Linked DNA regions of Hordeum vulgare: region 1 is linked to region 2. The links are chromatin contacts, called in public Hi-C maps. All regions are on one chromosome and are shown on one strand. The core of a region is the stretch at or near the end of the contact, and the rest is flanking DNA. Distances in the headings are between cores, read along the strand shown. Region 1 holds the start of LOC123401119. Region 2 holds the start of LOC123403690 (soluble inorganic pyrophosphatase).

What was found. Hi-C and Micro-C count contacts between places; a contact is called where the count stands out from the background.
Region 1: a contact with region 2 is called in a Hi-C map of seedling, with 4 times the contacts expected there. The contact joins the promoter of LOC123401119 here to the promoter of LOC123403690 in region 2. A contact is called at or near these places in 4 of 6 Hi-C or Micro-C datasets (leaf and seedling) and 1 of 1 datasets of contacts at active chromatin or transcription factors (embryo).

The regions. Positions count from the first base shown.
Region 1 is chr6H:463,534,046-463,538,691 of MorexV3_pseudomolecules_assembly, forward strand. It overlaps LOC123401119, which reads left to right and starts at 1,329. Exons shown (of 5, transcript XM_045094843.1): 1 at 1,329-1,431; 2 at 1,510-1,822; 3 at 1,924-2,062; 4 at 2,184-2,317; 5 at 2,460-3,543. The coding sequence starts at 1,623. The coding sequence ends at 3,306. LOC123401118 reads right to left here. Exons shown (of 11, transcript XM_045094842.1): 4 at 4,362-4,530; 5 at 4,099-4,280; 6 at 828-964; 7 at 612-707; 8 at 300-369; 9 at 119-193; 10 at 1-35.
Region 2 is chr6H:463,361,419-463,366,011 of MorexV3_pseudomolecules_assembly, forward strand. It overlaps LOC123403690 (soluble inorganic pyrophosphatase), which reads right to left and starts at 1,476. Exons shown (of 9, transcript XM_045097603.1): 1 at 1,357-1,476.

The sequences.
Region 1 (4,646 bases), core at 79-2,578, 170 kb after region 2:
AGCAGTGCACTGGCACCAGCCGGCAGCCTCTTATCCTGAAATTCAGCATCATCGTGCGTGGCTATCATAGCTCACAGGGAAAGTCCATTCAGAACAGAAATATGCCGAGGAAACTTACGTAGTAGGCATGCCAGTAATAAGCATCCCTCTTTATGTTAGCATGGATTCCCTTCAGGAACAGCTCTACGAGTCTCTGCGGGCAAAATAATAATCAAGAACGGTGTTTAATCACGCGGTTACGGTTATGTATGTGGAGCTATATAGTAGCATCCTTGAGGTTAAATCTGAACAACTCGTACCTGGAGAACAAGTTTAGGAGGCACGGATTCAACCAAGAGTTTTTGGAGCTTGCCTCGTACCAAAAACAACCTGTGTAATACTTTGACGCGTTAGCAAATAAGGCTGCGAATGTAATCACACAGTTCAATACCACTTTTCCCATGTTAGTAAAATAAATAAATCAATGGTGACTGATAAAAGATGCAGCAATTCATAAAGTGAAACATTGGTGGTACGTAAAAGGTATTACCGATAACATGTTCACAACCAATGAGAAGTAAGGAAGGACAATGAAAACGTTCATGGCTAAATATTGTTTTACTCCTGCAAACCTTTTGGGAGAAGGATCTTCTAAAATTTCTGCTGCGAGTTCCTCAAGAACACCATCCCATCCTAGTGGTATAGCTTGTCCATCAACGAAGGGGTAACTGGTAGATCAAAGGGGAAAATGTAAGTGAAGAGCACATGCTAGGATCATCATCATAATACAAAACCGAAGGAAATACGAAGGCTTGAGAAGGGACAAATACTACTAGTACAAAGCATACTTGTTAGCTTTGCATGCCTCCAGAGCCAATACCGCCTCCCTCATGTTGTGAGCGGATCGAGTCGCAATGGTGTAAGCCAAACTTGCGGGGAGATCGAAACTCTCCTTTTTTGATACGTGGGTGAGAACCTCCACAACCTGAGTAAAAAAAAAAAATCTGCAAGTCAGGTAATGCAATGCATTCGCAAATGAAAGTCGTCCATTGACAGGAAGATGGAATGAAAGACAGATTACTGCAGGCAAGCATATTTGTAAGTCATCCGTGTTTCATTTCATCAAGATAAAACGGAACCCTCAATCCCGGTGGATACAGGACACTCTCATGGGTGGCTGCCAGGTAGGTCCCCGTTGACAGCAGTCGATTTGTTTTCACGTGTTGCAGCCAGGCAGGGCACAGCACGCCCCGACCTTCGTGGCCGCCTTTCTAACCCTCTCCTTCCTTCCTCGCGAGCCCTTCGCGCTACGGTTTCTGGCGGCCGTCTGCCAATCTCCGGCCCTTGGACCTTCTTCCTGACGGAGGCCCGGGGCGAAGCCCTGGAAGGGGTCCAGCCCACAAAGAGAATTCGGTAGCCAGCCAAGCGCCACGCGTCTGACGACTGGGTCAAGTGAGGCTTCTCTCTCAAAAAAAACATTTTGTAAATCCATCAGTTGAAAAAGAGCCGTTGGCTTGTAAATCCACACAGGGGATCGGAAAGGAAGCCTTCATCTCGGAGCAATCCCCTCATCCAATTCGCCCAAATCCGCATCAGGCAGCTAACAGAGAGAGAGAGAGAGAGAGAGAGAGAGAGAGAGAGAGATGGGTAGGGCAAGAAGGGGAATGGCGGGCAAGGGCAAGAGGAGGCCGCGTGCTGTGGCGAAGGCGGCGGCCGTGGCCGGCGACGGACACGAGGAAACCAAAGACGGGCCTGAGAAAGCCGCCGCCGGCGGGGGCGGCTTCTTCTGCTGCTACCTCCTCCGGTCGCTCTGCCCGCGCAGCAAGAGCCGCACCTACATCGGGTATCCCCTCCCCACCCCCCCCCCCCCACCCCCCACCTCGTCTCGCATCAATAAAAAATCTCATCTTTGCTTCTTGCATCTGATTGATGGTCGTGTGGCAGGTTCACGGTGAACCCGCGGCGGCGGATCCGGCAGCACAACGGCGAGCTCCGGTGCGGCGCCTGGCGGACCAAGCGCGGCCGCCCCTGGGAGATGATGCTCTGCATCTACGGCTTCCCCACCAACGTCGCCGCCCTCCAGGTAATTAACCAACCCTTCCTCCATCTCATCTCATCTCGCAGGTTCACTTCGTTCCGTGATGGATCACGGCTGCTCCTCTGTTTTTTTTTTTTTTACTAAACGCGTGTTTCTTGGCCTGCAGTTCGAGTGGGCGTGGCAGCACCCAACCGAGTCGCTGGCCGTTCGCAAGGCAGCCGCCGAATTCAAGTCGCTGGGCGGCATCGGCAACAAGGTCAAGCTCGCCTACACCATGCTCAACCTCCCTTCTTGGGAGAAGTAAGGCTCCTCTCTCCTTCTCCTGTCTCTGCATTTCTAGCTGCTCCATCCATGGATTCTTTTCTTGGGGACAGAATTGAGTAGCAACAGTATACTGAAGTGAAACGGCTGTTCTGATGCCTGTGTCTGTGTGTGTTGCCAGCTTGAATCTCACGGTGAACTTCTTCTCCACCAAGAATACCAAGTTCACCGCGGGCTGCCCAGCCCTCCCCTGCCACATGAAGACTGTCGTTAGCCCGATGGAGGATCTCCCGTGCTACGTCGAGGGCCTTTCATCCGAGGACGATATTATGGAGCCTAGAGAGGATGAAGAAGAACCAGATGCGGCTGTTGGCGGTGATGCTTCTGATCATGGTTTGCGGACACTGGATTTGGAAACCGGAATTGTAGGAGGTGAATCAGACACTGATGACTCTTTTGTTCCAATGGAACGGAGTGAGGTCTTTGCATCAAGAATTTCAGAATCCTCTGCAGCCCAACCAGTGGAAGAAGAAAACAGAATTGCTGGCTGTGATTTTGAATATACCATTGATGACTTCGGTGAATCAGACACTGATGAGTTTTTTGCTCCGATGGAACGGAATGAGGTTTGTGGATCAAGAATTTCAGAATCCTCTCTGGCCCAACCAGTGGAAGAAGAAACCAGAATCGCTGACTCTGATGTTGAATATCCCATTGATGACTTCGGTTACATGGAATGGAGCGGAATTCACGAAACACCGGAGCTGCACGTGTCTAGAACACCACCTGGATGTTCCTCGAGCTCGTGCAGCAATGATGCTGCTGGAAGATCAGTAAATTGTGTGACAGGGCAAGCATCTCCAGTGTTGAAGGCAGGTTCAGACGATGGTAACCTTTTCTTCCATGAAATTGATGTGGTAGACTTGGTTACACCAGTCGCCCGGTTTGCTAGAGATTGCAGCAAAGCGGCCAGCATTTGCCCCAAGATTATTGATCTGACAAACTCCCCTATTGTCATTGAGTTGTAATGCTTTGCTGGACTAACCCAGTACAAAATCTTGTTGTAGTAAAATGTTATCATAGAATAACAGCCCAGATGGGACAAGCGTATACAGTAGGCGAATTTGTAAAAGACTGGGTGTTGAGACTCGCAGTACTCTTTTCTTGAGACAGAATTGTTCACACACAAAAAAAGTATTCTTGTTGTTTTATGATAAATAATGTATTGGAGTTCTACTAATATATATTGAAATATGTCATCGTTATCTTGGTTGGATTGTAATGCAATCATTCTTCTCTTCAACTGTGTTGAGGTTATGAGACTGGGCTGTAATAATTTGACGTCACATTATGCTTAGTACAGTCTAAACACTTTGTCATGCAGTGTGCATACCAGGCAGACCTGGATCACATCATGGAACATTTGAAGTTCCAACAGTATGTTAGGTTTACCTTTACCATGGTTGCCCGATCTTACAACAGTGACTATTAGAGGCACTTTAAAGCATCTCTAGCAGACTAGCAATACCCTATAAATAGAGAAAAAGACATCAACCCCATCAGTGACCCATTTTGTTATGACATATGGGACCCCGGCAGTCATCAATCTTAATAGTTCTCGGAACAAACTGCAGTGTTAGTGTTATATCTCATTTCTGTGTTTTTAAATTGGGGACTTAGCTAGTTGGTAAGAAGTTAATATGTATTGTATTCACTGGAATTCTGTAAATCACAAGTATGCATTAGATACTTGTTTTGCAATCTGCATAGACAACCAATCCGTCTAATGAAAAGGACAACAAAAAATCGAGAAAATTCACCTCACGTGTATTTGGCACACCAATGCTAATAAGCTTGCAACGGCTTGTAATAGAATCAAGAAGATTGGGGCCATCTTGGCAAGTCATTATTATCTTGCATGCATCAGAGGAGGAATCAATTATCCATTTTATCAAACGCTGATTATTCTCACTAACTTTGTCAACATCATACAGAACAAGAACTGGAATCAACAAATAAGCATGTTAGGAAGATCTCAAAAGAAGAGATTTAAAAAATGGCACTCGGGAAGATGCAAGTATACCTTTGAAGTTGTTTGTTGCAGATATCTCAGTGATTTTATGCTTACTTGACATTTCATTTGCCAGAGCTGTCAAAGCATATCTAGCATGCTTGGATTGAGACCTCATATTGAGTTCGACATGGTGATCACTTGATGACAATGGGACAAAAATGGGCGCAGATGCAGGTCCCTGCCAAAATCAGGGGAACCCATCCTCACTTTAAATTCCTATAACATAATTACCACATGTGGTGTTTTTTTTTTGAGGGAACATGTGGTGTTCTTTTAATATGCATAATATGATGA
Region 2 (4,593 bases), core at 226-2,725:
GTATGCACTCATCATGTCATCCAATACAAATGACTACTGCAACAACCATGACTTGAAGGACCAACTGGGAGTTCACGTTTGTGTCCTCCAGTCAGTGAAAACGATTCACATACAAACTGAAAATGGCCGCAAAGGAAGACAGATCTAAGCAACATCATTGGCATTCAACAAATGAAAAGCCAGAGAAAATCCCCAGTCGGCAAAGCCACACGCAAAAGGCTAATGTAAAGTGCGCAGCCCCTCTAACAAGTAGTAGCATCCAAAGAATAGTAGCAATATACTATCAGTAAACAATATTAGCAAGTAACATTAATTTAACAGATAGACAGGGCCTAGGCTAATAATCTAAGCGAGGACTGCACAGGACTCTAGTGTATTAGTCAAAGCTAGCACGATCTGCGGAAGCAAAATAAAATAAATCGGAAGATGACATCACGTCCTAAATACTAACTGAACATCAGCCGCGATTAAGAATCTTCCCCTGATTCCCTGAAGAATAGCTATCACATGGTCCAACTCGTGTTCTCTTCTCTAGAAATAGCAACGGAATCATCCAGGAGCATTGGCGAGACAGGGCATAAATGCGGGTAAAAGTAACTTTATCTAAAGAGGGGAAACCGCCACGAACAGATTTGGAGAGCTGCGACGAGTTCGTGGAAACGACGAATGCTGCTACAGGTCTGGCAAAGTCGAGGAAAGAGAAGTTGCTCAAAAAGGACGAGAAGGAACACCACCGAAGGAGGGGGGGGGGGGGGGGGGGATCCGCGCCTCTGCAACCGCGAAACAGATCGGACTAAATCCAGAGAACAGACAAAAAATCAAAAAAAAAAAAAAAAAAGCGCCGACGAGTTCTCGTCGTCGTCGTCGTCCTATTTGAAACTCGGGGGAGATTTGAACGCTTGAATCGCGGTGGAACGGGCGTCCAAGACCACCGAAATGCACAGAGACGTACACAGAGAGAGAGAGAGAGGGGAGCAGGTAAACAAAGGGGGAATATATCCTGTGATGCAAAGAGCGAAGAAGCAGACGAGAAAAGAGGCCACGAACCATACCACAATCGACCGATCGCGAAACACGCCACCATCCCTCAGACGAAGCAGAGCAAAAGGATCTCACCGAACCCACCAAACTAGAGCCCGTAACCGAAAAAAAAAACAGCGGACGAACGGACTGCAGGCGACAGGAACCAGGAAATGCGCTCACTCCTATAGTACAGGCGCAGTACAGTGGTGGTACAACAAAACCAGCGCCGCCGCCCCGTGAGAACCGACGAGAACGGGCGGCGGGCGAAGCGACCGGTCCGGCCACCCGAAGCGGGACCGACGGCGAGGAAGGGAGGGGAAGAGGGATCCTCACCGGCGGGGTTGATCTCGCGCGACGGCAGCGGAGGCGAGGAGGAGGGGAGGGAGCAGCGAGCGCCCAGCGTAGCGCAGGACCCGATGCCGCGATATTAACTTTGAGGCGTGGCCTTCCTTTCTGGCGACGCGAGAGATATATTGGGGGGGAAAGCGGCCTGGCGGGCGTCCGTGGCCGGTTTGCTCGGGCTTCCGTGGCCGTCGGATCGGGTGGTGGACGGCTGGGAGGGGGGCCACGCGGGGGATAACGCTTTAGTGGAAGCAGGAGTGGGATGGAAGCCGCGGTGGGGGGCCGAGCCGCACCGGATTCCCTCGCACCACCCACGAGACGAGAGAGCATATACTGGGAATCGGGACCTCAGGGTCCGTGGACCTCGTCCACCGTAGACCTTTGGCAGGGAGCGCCGCCTCCGTGCGGGTGCCGCGGCTTCTGTCGCGCATGGACCGGGTTTTTCCTCCTCCGTTTGTGCCGAGACCAGCTTCGATTTCAGCTGTTTGGTTGCCAATAAAATCTGCAAAGTAGAGTCAGTCTGGTGCTAAGAGCAAGTACAATAGAGCTGGGTCAGCTGGCTATAAAAAATAAAATAGTATATATTTTTGCTTAGTTGGAGGAGAGAGAAAAGGAGAGAGAAGGTAAGCACGCTCTTAGTTAAGAGTCAGTTTTAGCACGTGCTCCTAGGCACTTTATGAGAATGAAAGGTGGGTCATATAATAAATAAGTATTACACTTTTCTAACTAACTATTGTACATGTTAGCTATAAGATGGGCTATAGGTGACATGACATGAGCTTATAGCCGGCAGCCGGCTCTATTATTGTACTTGCTTTAAAGTAAGTTGTACATTACCTTTCTTTCGGTATTTTCGTAAATTAGCTGGGAAGTAGTTCGATTTTAAGCTACGGTATCTTTCTAGAGGAGCTTGTTTTGATGACTAACAAAAGTGGCTTTCATTTGGTAGACTCTAGCGAACATTGCAGCATGCATCTCTCTTGCACATGTCCATCAGGGTGAAAGGATGGACAGTGCTCCCTCGTTCGAGTGATCTGCTACGTGCCTATTTCGGATATGGTATAACCTTTTGGCATAAAAAGAAAAGGCATGGTATATCCGTCAAAGGAGCAGATTCTGTGCGGTGCACAGCTTTGTCGGCCACTGAGGGCATGTCCATCGCTTCGCGGTGGATCGGTGCCCCACACATACATGTCGGACGAGCAGTCCACGTGGAGGAAAAAAACAATGTTTTGTAGAGCCAAATGACCTCTTGCAGAAGAACCAGCAAGGAGGGAATGGAGGAGAGAGAACTGTATTTGTTTGAATGGAAAGTAAAAAAGCTAAGATATGTGGATCACTAGAAGGTATTGTCTTGTTGGACGGAAACTATTCATGATGGACTCACTATTTTTTTCTTAGGTGGAGGCTGAGGCCACATCAACATAATGCTTTCATAGCTCATGCCCTGACAAATGCAAAAATAAAAAGAAAGCCTATAGAAAGACAGGTACTTAACTAAAGTGAAAAAAAACTCATCACCCTTTGTGCAATACAAGTTACATGTCAAGCGCGAAACCAGTTTCTTATACTTGGACAAATAAAGTTGATCCGGACCAATTCATTTCACAATATCAACAAATCTAAAGTAACAAAGGAGGATAGCAAATACTTGACATTAAAAAAGTTATAGCAATTAAAGTAAGTGGCACGATCAGATACTAAGCTTATGATCTGGTCTGTCCATCACATCATTTTCTAATGATGTGATTTCATTATTAAATGATAACTCATGTCTATGGCTAGAAAACTTTAACCATTTTTAATCAACTAGCTAGTCTAGTAGAGGCTTACTAGGGACACAATGTTTGTTTATGTATCCAAACATGTATTTGAGTTTTTGGCTAATACAATTATAGCATGGAGAATAAACACTTATCAAGAACAAGAAAATATGATAATGATAACTTTATTATTGCTTCTAGGGCATATTTCCAACAGATATATCATGATGGCTTCTTTCAGCATCGCTACTCGATGCACAAACTTTTGTTCTCGTGCATAATGGATGTTGTGAAGGATTATGACAGTTACTTCAGGTTGAAGAAGGGTTGCGAACGAGCACTCTCATTCTCTCCTATCCAGAAATGTATTTTCGAAGGAAAGAGAGTGCATGCATTGGTTCAATAATGAGATTTTCCGTTACATAATGGAGTTTGGACCTCGAGTACTAAAGAGAACCAAACGTCGAGGACAAATAAAAGCTTTTGGAAGAGTGGCAAGAGGCTTTCCCATTATGCTCTGTTGTGTCGATTGCATGGATTGACGATGATAGAACTATATGGTAGTTTTCTCATGGCAATACTAAGGTCACACCAAAGAGACCAACAACATAGTTGAAGTAGTTACATCAAAAGACTTGTGAATTTGACACTCTTTCTTTAACATAGCAAGGTCTCGTAACGACATTAATGTGCTTTAATGATATTCTATGTTTAAGAGATAATCTGATAGGTAGGCTCCGGAGTGCAACTACACCCTCAACGGATACGATTGGATGAATACAAATGAGGCTCGACACTTGTTGTCCATGAACATACAAAGTGCCAAATTTGACCATTGCCATGTCAGCGGACATATGGGATGTGTCCACGATCATACAAAGTGCTAAACTGAACCATCATCTATAACGCTAAGCTCCCTAGTTTTTAAAAGACCACATTTAGTTGAGGTCTCCAATTGAAATTGGGTCACTGATTTTGACCAGGTTAGCAATTTGTCAAAGCTCTCACATTCAATTTATTATACTATACACCATACTTAGTATTTTTTCACGCCTCATAATTAACTGAGGTCTTCAATTTAGAATTGAGTCACCTGATTTTGATCGGGTCAATAATTTCTCAAGGAACTCTCTGATACGTCTCCAACGTATATATAATTTTTTATTGTTCCATCCTGTTGTATTATCATTCTTGGATGTTCTATGATCATTTTATAGAAACTTTATATCATTTTTTGGGACTAACCTATTGACATAGTGCCTAGTGCTAGTTGTTGTTTTTGCTGTTTTTTCCTTCGTAGAAAATCCATATCACATGAGGTCCAATTGCCACGAAACTTTATGGAGATTTTATTTGGACCAAAAGGAAACTTGGGAGCCAAGAATGAGCAACACACGAGTCCAACGGGGGCTACTAGACATCAGGGCGCGCCAGAGGCCCCTGGCGTGACCTCGTGTCTAGTGGG